2 separate regions of the Mus musculus genome follow, and region 2 is linked to region 1. A link is a contact called in public promoter capture Hi-C data. All regions are on one chromosome and are shown on one strand. Each heading gives the region's core, a stretch centred on a gene start, on an enhancer-like site or on the middle of the called end of the contact. The rest is flanking DNA. Distances are from core to core; before and after follow the strand shown. Region 1 overlaps Cdk14 (cyclin-dependent kinase 14). Region 2 holds the start of Steap2 (six transmembrane epithelial antigen of prostate 2).

Region 1 (6,377 bases), core at 2,034-4,533:
GTATTTTTCTTAGAGTTAAACATTCATGTCTTTTTATTCTCTGTCCAACTTCTATTAGTATGCAATCGTACTGAATGCGTAGGAGGAAAATTAGGATATACTCAGTAATTTGTGTGTTCTCCTGGCCATGTTCATGGAGCAAAGTTGGCTGACTTGGATATAATGCATTATCTCTATTAAAATATCGCCATAATATGCTGTCAAAAGCTTTAATCTGATAGAGATATTAGAAGGGTCTATTCTATGTGTTATGTGATGTTAAAGCCAAAGGGGAAAAACTGATACAGTTTGACCATTTATTATAAAGGTATGAAGTTCATAGTTCCAGGAGATGAAAATCTGTAAATATGGTAATAGGCATTTTAAGAGAGAAATCTTACTAAAGAACAGTAGAGCTCACTTTCTTCACCTATAGAATGAGGTTAGAGTATCCTTAGCTTTCAAGAAGGAGGAGGAATAAAAGGCGAAAGGTTTATATGATCTGAAGAGAAACCAGAGTATAAGTGGATGCTCACAGTCAGCTATTGGATGGATCACAGGGCCCCCAATGAAGGAGCTAGAGAAAGTACCCAAGGAGCTAGAGATCTGCAACCCTATAGGTGGAACAACAATATGAACTAACCAGTACCCCCCAGAGCTTGTGTCTCTAGCTGCATATGTATCAAAATATGGCCTAGTCGGCCATCAGTGGAAAGAAAGACACATTGTTCTTGCAAACTTTATATGCCTTAGTACAGGGGAACGCCAGGGCCAAGAAGTGAGAGTGGGTGGGTAGGGGAGTGGGGGTGGGGAGGGTATCGGGGACTTTTGGGATAGCATTGGAAATGTAAATGAAGAAAATACCTAATAAATAAAAAAGGAGGAGGAAGAGGAAGAAGAAGAGAAGCAGAAGCTTTCGTTCCTCTTTTAAATGAAATTTCGCTGATAATCTTGGGAGACTCCCAAAGCCCACCTTTTTGATTCCTGCCCCTACCATGCAAATGAACATTTAGGGTAAAAAAAGCTTTTCCAGAAACATCCCATGAGAACCACCAGAATTGTTCAGCTTTCTCCACCATATTTAAATTTTTGTCTTAATGTCTCCAACAGTTTGAGATTAAAGTCATAAAGTTCCCTGTATGTCTCAAAACATAGTTTCCATAAAAGTGTTTATTACCACTTTCTGAGTTCCTTTAGCTATTTGTTATGTAAATCAGTTGTGCTGCCTAGGTAGGCATTTTAACCCCATAGTGTCCTGTTCCATAGTTCACAGCTTGGCATTTCTTTTACTAATGCTAGTTGTAAATTAAATCAATAAATGTTTATGACATGACCGAGGTTGTTTATTGTAATAGGACTCAAGATGCAAAGATAAATAAGACACTGGCCTTCTCTCCTGGGGCCTCCCATTGTGGCCAGGGAGAAAGTCCAGGAAGTATGTTATGGTAGCACATGGTAGCAACACTTTGGCCTGCTTAGTAACCCACCCTCTTCATGTCTAATAAGAATCCCAGATGTAGCCATTCTTAATCACTTCTGACGTGTCACGAATGAAGTAACTCACACGTGTTCTCCACATTTCAGTAAGTGGCAGTACCTATTGAAACTAAAGCCAGCAATCTAAGAATCATTCTAAATTATCACCCTTTTTTAGCCTAACCTAGTGAACCAGGCAATTCTCCTCATTCTATTCCTAGACTGGATGCTGAGTTGGCCCACACATCACCATGCCTTTTTCTAAGAACCCATTCTGTCTCCATTGCTTTCCACCTCAGCTCCCCTGCCTTCCAGCTTGAGCACTCTCATTTTCACAGGTGCCCAGCCTCGGTGAGTTAGCCTGTAAGGTGGTAGACTTCCAGAGAGACAACAATGGTGTATCTCAGAAAACTGAGGATTTATTTCGTCTGTGTAATGCAAACTGCTAAATGTCCCGAGGCTCTGCTCCACACATTATCCAGCCTTGGCATTTCTCGTGTCCACAGCCCCTCTCACTCTTTTGGGTATTGCCATCATTCACCTGGTTGAAACTGAAAAACCAGTGCAGCACTCAGGAGCCTTTACTTAAGGATGTGGCCGAGAGGTTGCTTGGAGAGTTTTGTCCAGAGTCCTGCAAAATAATATAAGATCATGATAAGAGAAAATTATTCAAAGAAAATTGTTCAAAGAAAATTCCTCGAGATTGTCTGCCTAAAAGAGAAAATAGAAAATGGTTTTAAGTAAACTTTCACATAGGATTCAGAACGTCAAATTATGTTAACAGCCTTTAATAACTTTTACATTGCACTTTGATTAAGATATCAAACAGATTCTTCCGACTACAACCCATCAGAATGTGTGACAGTTAGCTAAAGCAGGCTTTGAAGTATTTTACAGCATTAAAAGCTTACACTGGGAAATGGAGAAGTTTGACATCAATGATTTATGTGTTTATTCTATGAAGTAGGAGAATAGAAGTGAATTAAATCAAAGGCAATGGGAAAGAAAACAATAATAAATGTCAAAGAAGAGATATGCAATTGAAAGCAAAACTAATTGAAAACATCAACAAAGTCAAGCGCGATCAACACCTAGATCCATGATGGAGACAACAGATGAGAGGTATTCACAGAGCTGGGACAGGAGAGGCAAAGGGCTGGTTGGGAGGCGGGAGCTTGACCAGAGCTGGACCACAACTGCAGGTCAGAGACTGGAGGCTAAGAGTCACAAGCCTGTGTCCTTGGCTGGCTTCTGGAAGATGGAGAAGCACGTGATGCTGGAGAGGCCTACAGTGCTGGAAATGGAACATTATTGGGTGGCCAGTGCACTGCTATGGTCTCCTGACCAAACTCCTTTCTCCTCTAGGGTACCTTACACATCTTTTACCTAGTAAAGCTGATAGCTGTCTTCTTCTGGAAAGAGGGAAGTGTAACAGGGAGATGCTTGGAGCTTAATAGTGTTGCACTGAAAGCAGAGATAGTTTGTACTATATATATATATATATATAATGTAATAATATATATATAATATATATATTAGTTTTATGAATTTTCGCTGAAAATTTCAAAAGCTTTTTCTTATTCAAACGCACAAGAATACGTATAATGTTATTATTGACTAACAGGTGACAAAACCGGGCTTACATAGCATGGTTTAATGGTGGCAATTATGTGTCTGGAATGATTACAACTCCAGTTCCATGGACTTGCAGTCAGGGAGCCATGGAATATAAAAATTCCAACTGAATTTGTTGCACTTGGATGCAGTGACACATTTTGGCAGAACTTGAAGGTTTAGGATTTCACATTCCAGGGTGTGGCTACAGTACCATTCTGACACAGAATTAGCATCTCTAATTAATGTTATATAAAACAGAGGCCAGGGAGGCAGAGCCATCAGGGATTGTTCCTTGTAAGGCAAATAGTATTTTTAGGACCAGCGTGCATTTTTCTTTTCGTCCACATGGCACTCAACAGATGGTGATGTGGGCGGCTGTGGTTTAAGATCTGAAGTAGTTCATAAAGACATCCAGTCTTATCCTTGTCTGTCCTAGAGGCAGTGATGGCTACAGACTGATCCAGACATCTCTACCCAAGATCGTGCCAGCAATCCCTGTGGGTGGACCCTGCTGGACCCTGCAGACAGGCAGTGCCCTGAACAGCAGGATGGCTGGAGACAGCTTGTTTCTGCCTGCTGGCAGTGCTCAGAATAGGCATAGCCAGGCCGATTTCATTATGAAAAAGAACTTTTTCTTCCCATGGCATTCCTTAATTCTTAAAAATAAATCCTGAGGCTGAAATCATCTTTCTCCAGAAGTTCCCTTTGGATTATTCTTAATATTTCATTCCACCTGCTGTATAAGCTGTGTCTGTCCAGAGTCTTGGACTCTAGCAGGAAGGGCAAAGGAGTAACGAGGAGCAGGCCTTAGCATGTGCTTTTGTTTATATTCCACAGAAAGCACACGAGCCCCTTGACATGAATCCCTTACTACCAACACTTGTATCACCAGTTTCACTTTCTTCATTTGGTCATATCCCATCATTGTTATTACTTTTTCTCTAAATCAATAAACGGTTCCACTTACACTCATTTGATCCTCTCTTGTCTTTTGATGCTTGCTTGTGTTTGTAGCCTTGCTATGTAGACCAGGCCAAGCTCAAACTCGTGACAGTGCTGCGTGATCCTCCAGCCTCAGCCTTCTGAGAGGTGGGATTTCAGGCACTCAACACCATGCCTGCAGATCTTCTCTTCTCTTATGACTTCCTAAATTAAAAAGCATTCCACATCCCAGTAGATTTCAGAAGTGTGTATATTGAGAAGCCAAGCTTGGTCAGCGTTTTACTGTAATTCTTAGGAGCTCCGATAGAAAGCCCATGCGTGTCCTTGCTCTCATCCCAGGCAGTCAGGCCCTGAAGAGCGTACATTTGAGGGTAGTATCTGTGCTGATTTCCAGAGGTGCAGTGAGCATTATTTCAGCTTGTTTTCTTTTTTTTTCCCCACATATTTCAGTCATGGATGGTTTTCTTACTCATTTCATATAAACCTTCAAATTTTGTTTTAGAAGCTATGTGTCAATCCAGTTTGTGTGGGTATATTAGTCAGGGCTCTCTAGAGTCACAGAACTTAATGGAAAGTCTCTGTAGATTAAATTAAATTACTGGAATGCCTTGCAGCCTATAGTCCAACTAACCCAACAATGGGCAGCTGTGAATGGGAAGTCCAAGAATTGAGTAGTTGCTCAATCCTAGGAGGCAGAGTGTTTCAACGGGTCTTCTGTATAAGCTGGAATCCTGAACAAGTAGATTCCAAAAGATGTGCTGTAAGTGCAGGCAGGCAGAAAAGAACGAGGCCTTCCTTCTTCCATAGTCCTTCTAGCGGAAGGTGTGGCTCAGATGAAAGGTGTGTGTCACCAAGCCTGGACTTGGAACTTGCACTGTCCCAGGCTAGCCTTGAGCTCAGGATGACTTGCCTTTGTCTTCTGGGATTAAAGGCATGTACCACCCTTCCTGGTCCCAAGGTTTTCATGGCTACTATGTCTCAATATACACATCAAAAGTCTGTGTTTTCCAGCCCCAAGATATGAATCACAGGTATGCCCTCCATTTCTGGATTGTATTTCATTCCAGATATAGTCAGGTTGGCAACCAGGAATAGCCGTCACAGTGGTTGAGTAAGTATCCCTATAACTCCTGAAGATGTAGGTTCTCCAATACCTCACTCTCATGAAAGAACAAGCCCACTGGGTCAGCCCTTATGTCATGCCCAGAGCTTTCTAAACTAACATTTTCTTTGCAGAAATGGTCCAGGACTGGTTGGTGCATCCCCAACATTTACATACTTCTCAGATAATTCTCTAAAAGCATTGGGCTGGTTTGCACTTCCCATCAGCATACTCTTTCCTAGTGTTGCTGGTTTGTGATTCAGTATTCTTACCCAGCCCAGTTTCTTTTCCAACATGCAGTGCACCCACTTCTGCAGAAGCCTGCTTATGTCTCAGATAATTTGCCAGTGTAGCATGCTTCCTTGGAGAACAGTGTTCAACCCAGACCTTCCTGGGGCTTCCTTCCTCACACACTGTGCTCCAGTGAAATGTGAGCTACGTACTGAATTAACCAGGGCCAGTCTTCTTCAGCCTGTGGCATAGAACACTAAGTTCTGATAGGCATTTTCTAAACACTCAGAGCACTGCTAGACACATTTATAAAATGTATAACAACCAGATAACTGTTACCAGTAATTGGCAGTCAAACAAATCCGCCTCAGCTCCAACCACCCACCACAGGAGCAGAATAAATGTTATTTTTCCCTTTTTTCCTCCCAGATGAATAGAAGCCTCAGATTCATTTCAGCTGTACAGAATGAAAAAGCCTTCAAGCTACCACCTGTCAATAATCCCTTTTTAAAAATTCTATAAAGACAATATAGCCCCAATAAAGATAGTCTGGGAGAACAGGAGAGAGAAAAATAAAACTCCTGACAACTTCTTTATTTTCATTTTTATATGTTTTTTTTTTCCTAAGTTTTAGCCATCTGTCATCTGTGGTTGATGTCTTTTCATGAATACAGTTTTACATTCTGATTTGTGTATTTCAAACATTTAATTTTGTTAGACATCCCATCTAATGGTTTCAGCCAGTGAGTCTGGGAGTGATGGATGGGTCTTTTCCTCAAAAGACCTGCACTTCTTGAGATGGACTGTCAGTAGATATATATATATATGAGCACTCATTCTAGTCACAGCATAGCCTTACAGGGCACTGGCAACATGAGAAAGGCTAAGGAGAAGGCCAGAACACTGGAACTTTGCACTATTAGCCACTACTGGTGGTCCTTTTTCTCAGGAGGTTGCAGTCTGGCACTTTACAGAGCTCTGTTGACTAGAGGTGTAGCCAGCAAAGGGCCTGACACTGAGAGGCTGCTGT
Region 2 (5,707 bases), core at 1,259-3,758, 700 kb before region 1:
GAATTTCATACAAAAGTCATTCTATCAATATACACTGTTCACAAAGACTCTTTACTCTCAAAAAATCATCTTTGATCATCAGCAGTGTGGGCTAAGTGAATGTCTTTAGTGTAGATAGTCATAGAGCCTTGAGACATTAATGTACACAATGGCTCTCTAGAGTGAGGATACTGCCTATGATTTACCCAAAGTCTACTACATGTAACAGGCCTTGTGCACATTTTATTTGCACCTATTTAATAAAATGTCTTCACCCACAGTGATGGTTTGTAAATGCTTGGCCTAGGGAGTGGCTCTATCAGGGAGGTGTGGCCTTGTTGGAGTAGGTGTGTCACTGTGGGCATGGGCTTAAGACCCTCATCCTAGCTGCCTAGAAGTTCGTGTTCTGTCAGAAGCCTTCAGATGAAGATGTAGAACTCTCAGCTCCTCCTGCACCATGCCTGCCTAGATGCTCCCCTGCTCCCACCTTGATGATAATGGACTGAACCGCTGAACCTGAGAGCCAGCCCCAATTAAATGCTGTCCTTTATAAGTCTTGCCTTAGTCATGGTGTCTGTTCACAGCAGTAAAACCCTAACTAAGACACCCATCAAACAATAAATTTTGAAAGACTTGTAGTCACTCTGTGTCCTGCTTTGTTCAAGAGTGCCTGACACCCAGGACACAAAGCTCTTGGTGAATGAGAGCCAGAGAGCTCCAGGTGCTTAAAGTTCCTTTAGGCGCTATCATCTCAAAGTTATCCACTTGTATAATAACTTCAAAGGAGAAATTATGTTAACACCTCTAGGCCACTAGAGATTTATTTAATGAATTATTGCTGTGCTTCAGTGGAATAAATTACTTCAGGGAACTGAGGACACTTCTCAGAGAGTGCTTCATGACCTGGAAAAAAGGCTTGCGAAATCAACTTTATATACTTTGAAACTGTAACTGGAAATCACTGGTAAAGATGGCCACCGGTTCATGAACTGGACCGGGAGCCATCTTTGGAGCACTTTGGGCCAGCCTGGCATTTTCCACCCATGGAGGATGTTTGCTTATTTTAACAGTTCAAGTATGAAAAGCAGATACTCCTTCTGGAAATTGTTGACTCATTCATTCTTTTGGGAGGCAAATGGTTTCGCATACTATTTTTTTTTTTAAATAAACAGAGTCCATGTCTCAACAGCTTTTAAAGATATTTTAAATGTACAACTTACCTGTTTTCTGTAATAACTTATGGCTTTGTACAACTGAGAATAAAAACGTGATAACCTTTGCTAGACCTTATGTAATGCTTTTGTTTATGTGATTGGAAAGCTACATCTTCTCACCAAATGCTAAGGACACAGCAGTTTCCTCCACTGGTCCTCCAAAAGTGTTAGAAATACCCTGCTGTTTTCACTATTTGACAGTAGTTGAAGTGAAACAATAAACACTGATATAAAATGTAAGGATTTTTTTTCTCCCCGTTACCAAAATGGAAAGTATTTCCCAGTTGTCAGTCTTTCCCCCTAATACATCACTAACAGCGGAGTTTGTGCCTAAACTTTAAACCTCAGCTGTATGTATTTGGGGGTGGGGAAGAGATGCTTTTCACAAGGATCAAACAAAGAATGTTTCCCAGGTTGAACTTGCAGAGGTTAATCTGTGTATGCCTTTCAAAGGGGAAAGTGCAGTGCCCTGAGGATCGATCTAAGACCCTCTTCTGCTTTTGTTCTGATTTGTCTAGTTAATAAACCACCAAGAAAGATAATTTTTAAACCTAATTTGCTGAAATGAGAATTTACTAACGTCTGAGGGTGGGGGAAGTAAATTTGACAATTTTCGACAAATTGGTTTTATATTAAAAAAAAATCTCCACTGACACTTTTGACTAAAAAGGTAAATAAAAGATCCCCATCTACTTGTTAATCCAAAATCGGGGGGGGGGGGGATTAGAGAAAGCAAGGTGCCCTTACACAGCTCAGCGAACCCTGGATGCTCCAAGGCCACTGCAGCTCTCCGCAGGCACGCTGGTCTCCTGACTCGGCTTCACCTTCCAGTCCGCACAGAGCTCGGGGGCACCGGCGACAGGGAAGGTCAGAGTCCACAGACTAACCCCTACAGCCCACGGCTGAGAAGGGCCTCCAGTCCCAGGGAGTTTTAAAATGCGGTTCGTGGAAGGGCATTTCTGATCATTCCCTTTCAAGGACATGATGCAGCCGAAAGGGAGAAAAAAAGCGCACTTTCTTCGAGGTTTGTGTGGAACAGAGTAGGGAGAAGGGGGGTGGACAGGGAGGAGGGCACTAATCAAAGCCAAGTCCGGGGCGGCGTGGCGAGCGTCTCGGAGGTAGTGGAGTGTAAACGCGGGCGGGATCCACGTAGGGCTGCTCCCACGGGGGGTCTCCGCAAGATCGCGCGCAGGCGTGGGGACCGCGGCCGGGTGGGTCCCCACGCACTCTGCCCCGACCGACCCGCGCCCCCCTGCGCGTCACCGCCAGCCCTGCCTCCGCGCGCCTCCTCCTGCTCCACCTCCCCGGCGCGGCGCGGTCCGGCTCGGGGGCAGGAGGAGCTTGGGCGGGAGGAGCACTCCGTAGGCCCGGGAGCTCGGCGGGCCCTCGGCGCGGGGGAGCCACGGCGCTGCGCTGCGAGCGTGGCTCGGAGAAGAGGGCGTGGAGGTGAGCCGGGTGGCCAGAGCGCCGAGGTGGCCGATCCGGGGTCGCCGAGCAGCGGGTGCTGTGCGGGAGCCGCATCTTTCCTCCCGGATTCCGGGGGGGGCTTGGAGCTGGCCAGGGGGCGAGTGGGAGGGGTGCTGGAGGGCGTCCGTCGCACGCATTCCGCCCCCTTATCCCCGTCGGTCTTCCCAGAGCTCTGGGAAGTCCTCGGGTCCGGGCCCAACAGAAAGGAGGCCAGGAGAGACCTTGTCCCAGGTCGGATGTGCCCGAAAGGGAAAGGACCCGCAGGTTACTTTTGCCAGCCACTTTGGATTGATGCGGCACTTTTCACTGTCGTACAGCACTGCTTGCCAAACAGGTAAATAATGCCTGCAGTGGCTTTGCTTATAAACCCGGTCATGTAATCCGGGTGTGCTCAGGCCATTTTGCGTTTAGAAGTAATTGGTCTGGTCTTTCAGTGTCCTTAATTACCTCTGCGTCCCGTGTTCAGCCTCAGCTGAAACTTGTTGAAAATTATGCCCTAAAAATCTTGTTCTGAAAATAACATAGGGAGATAAAGAGATTTTATTTTTCCTGTGGTCGGGGAGAATTCCATTTATTATCTTCACTATCCTGTGAAGCAGGATTGGTGTCAGTGTTTACTCTTCAGGCAGATTGTTTGTTTGTTTGTTTGTTTTTAAGTAGAAAAACTTATTCTGACCCACATTTAATTATCGCCCATCACTGTAGGTGAAATAAAATTCAGACTCCTGCCCCCACTTCAACCCTCAGTACTTGATTACCTAAAGCCCCAGTTAACCACCCCACTGCTTGCAACCTTCTTCTCTCTAGTCTACCCTACCACCACCCTTTTAATAGTTTTTTTAATTACTTATTTACTGAGTTGATGTTTTCTTTGACACTGTACTCACCCCCCCCCCTCCATCCCCCGCATCCTCAAGATAACCTATTTGGAAACGTAAGATAGGAAAACCAGAGTGTTTAGCTGCACCGGGGCAGCTATCAGGCTGCCTGGAGATGCTCCTGAGATGGTGGCATTCACTGCGGTTTCTGCCTCTCAGCTAGTCTGGGCGGGGTGGGCTGGCTGGGGCTGGGGCTGGGGGGCAGTTTCAGCAGTGATAAGTTAGCTAATTGTGAAAGATGGGAATGAGGAGCTTCATGAAATCACTCTTATTGTACTGGTACTATGGAAAATGCTCTTCTATTGAATGAGCATAATTGTACTTTAGCACTGGAACAGAGCACAGATAAAGGCAGAATTTTAAAATGATTACACATGATACAGAAAAAAGAGAAGGGTAAAGATGCAACGAAAGCTCAAAAGGCTAGGCCTGTGAGAAAAGAGGCAGGCAGAATATCTGGAGGTGCAGTTACTCTTTGCTCAGCCTGTAACTATGACTCTGAGGTAACCAAGACATTGACATAGACATAACATTGACACACCACTTAAATCCTCTGAGGCCTTTTGGGCCCACGGATCTTAACCATGGGAAAGAGAGATCTGGCCTAGAGCCTCATTACATTTTCTTTGGCCTTGGTGTTTATAAAAATGCATTTAGTGACAAAGAACATTCATTGCATACATAGTTGGTATGTGCCAGGCAGAGTGGATAGGAGTGTGTGTGTGTGTGTGTGTGTGTGTGTGTGTGTGTGTGTTTTGAGGATTTAAGTAAACAGTCCAAGAGCAAATAAGCACTTCTTTAAAACAACTCCCCGGGAACTTAACAGGGGCTGGAAGATGCTTGGTGAGTAGGCTGGAATCAATCACATCTGTAGGAGGCAGAGTCGGGTGGAAAAGAGATCTGTTTTTTCCACTTCTTGAAAAGAATTCTGGGGCTGGGCAGTAGGAAATATGGGGCCATCAGGATAAGGCTGGAGAGGTGAGCAGAAGCTGTCATATTTGGGACCTTTTGGGTCACAGTCAGGTATGAGAAGAAGCCGTTGACTTTTAAGGAAGAGAAATATTTTATGCCATTTGTGTTTTAAGGGGACCACAGCTCTTAGGTAGAGAGTGGGTATAGGTAAAAAGTGAAGAGAGACTGAAAGGTAAAGATAAGATACTGGCAAGCGAGGCATGACGATATTGCCCTTCAGGTGCCAGGTCCTGAGGCTGGGGCACTTGAGCCCAGGAGTTTGAGACCAGCCTCAACAGCACAGGGGACCTCATCTCAGAGTTGGGGAGGGGGAGGACTGGGGGTGAAGGTTTGATGTGAGAACAGATAAGAGCACCTGGGCTAGTTGGGTGTGCTGGTGTCCTCAGAGAAGGCATAAGAGGTACTTTAAAGGGCTGAGTTTGATGGCACCCACCTTTGATCTCAGCAGAGGCAGGCAGATCTCTATGAGGCAAGGCCAGCCTGGTCTACATAGCAAGTCCCAGACCAGCGAGAGCTACAAGACACTATGAAACCAAAGAACAGGGGTTTCCTGGTGAGGGCAAACAAAGCATAGAGATTGAATCCCCACTGCAGAGTCATCGCTTGAGCACCCGATAGGGAGTGGTGAAGCTGGGATACTGCAGGTAGAGTTGAGTTTTGAACCTGTTAGGTTTGAGATGTCATGAGAAAGGCTATGATCCGATGCCTTTAGAAGGCAGAAAGGGTGGTCTCCAGGGGAGACTGGGAAGATGGGTGGCTTTTGATGGGTGAAGGCGGCTATCGTGGATGTATGAGATTAGTAAACATGTTTGTCTGGTTTTTCATTAGCATTCTGCAGAGAGCTGAGTGGAGATACAGAGAAAATGGGTAGCTGGGTTCTTCTAGAGTTTTACTAAGTGTATGTGGTGGCAAGTAAGAATCTTTTCAATGAAATTACTCTCAGTGTCCACAGGCTGGGTTTAAAGAGAATCCAGGAATGGAATGAGAGATCCATAAACAAAAGTTGTTTTGCCTCTTAGACATCACTGTGAAGGTTTAAGCTGAGGTTATCAGGAAGGTACTGGATGTGCCCAGAAAGTGAATGCCTGGAGGCAGAGATTCGTTGCTTTTGATGAACAAATCATGAAAACAAGAGACCCCGAGGTTAAGATGCTTAACGCTACCAGGCAGAAGTGGTACCTGTAATCCCAGCACTTG

The links. Promoter capture Hi-C pulls out the DNA fragments that hold promoters and counts their contacts.
Region 2: a promoter capture Hi-C map of the 3T3-L1 cell line shows a contact between it and region 1, with 3 times the contacts expected there. The contact joins the promoter of Steap2 here to the enhancer-like site in region 1. A contact is called at or near these places in 6 of 39 promoter capture datasets (the 3T3-L1 cell line, cranial neural crest, liver and 1 more) and 1 of 9 other capture datasets (liver).

The regions. Positions count from the first base shown.
Region 1 is chr5:4,990,472-4,996,848 of GRCm38.p6, reverse strand. All of the region lies in intron 10 of Cdk14 (cyclin-dependent kinase 14), which reads left to right. Among named protein-coding and RNA genes, the nearest start is that of Fzd1, 240 kb to the right of the region's middle. Within about 2 kb of position 3,283, at least 40 of the 459 cell types and tissues checked have an H3K27ac peak or open chromatin away from gene starts, as enhancers often do.
Region 2 is chr5:5,690,890-5,696,596 of GRCm38.p6, reverse strand. Steap2 (six transmembrane epithelial antigen of prostate 2) reads left to right here and starts at 2,508. Exons shown (of 6, transcript NM_001103156.2): 1 at 2,508-2,639. The region is part of intron 1 of Gm40262 (a long non-coding RNA gene); the gene reads right to left.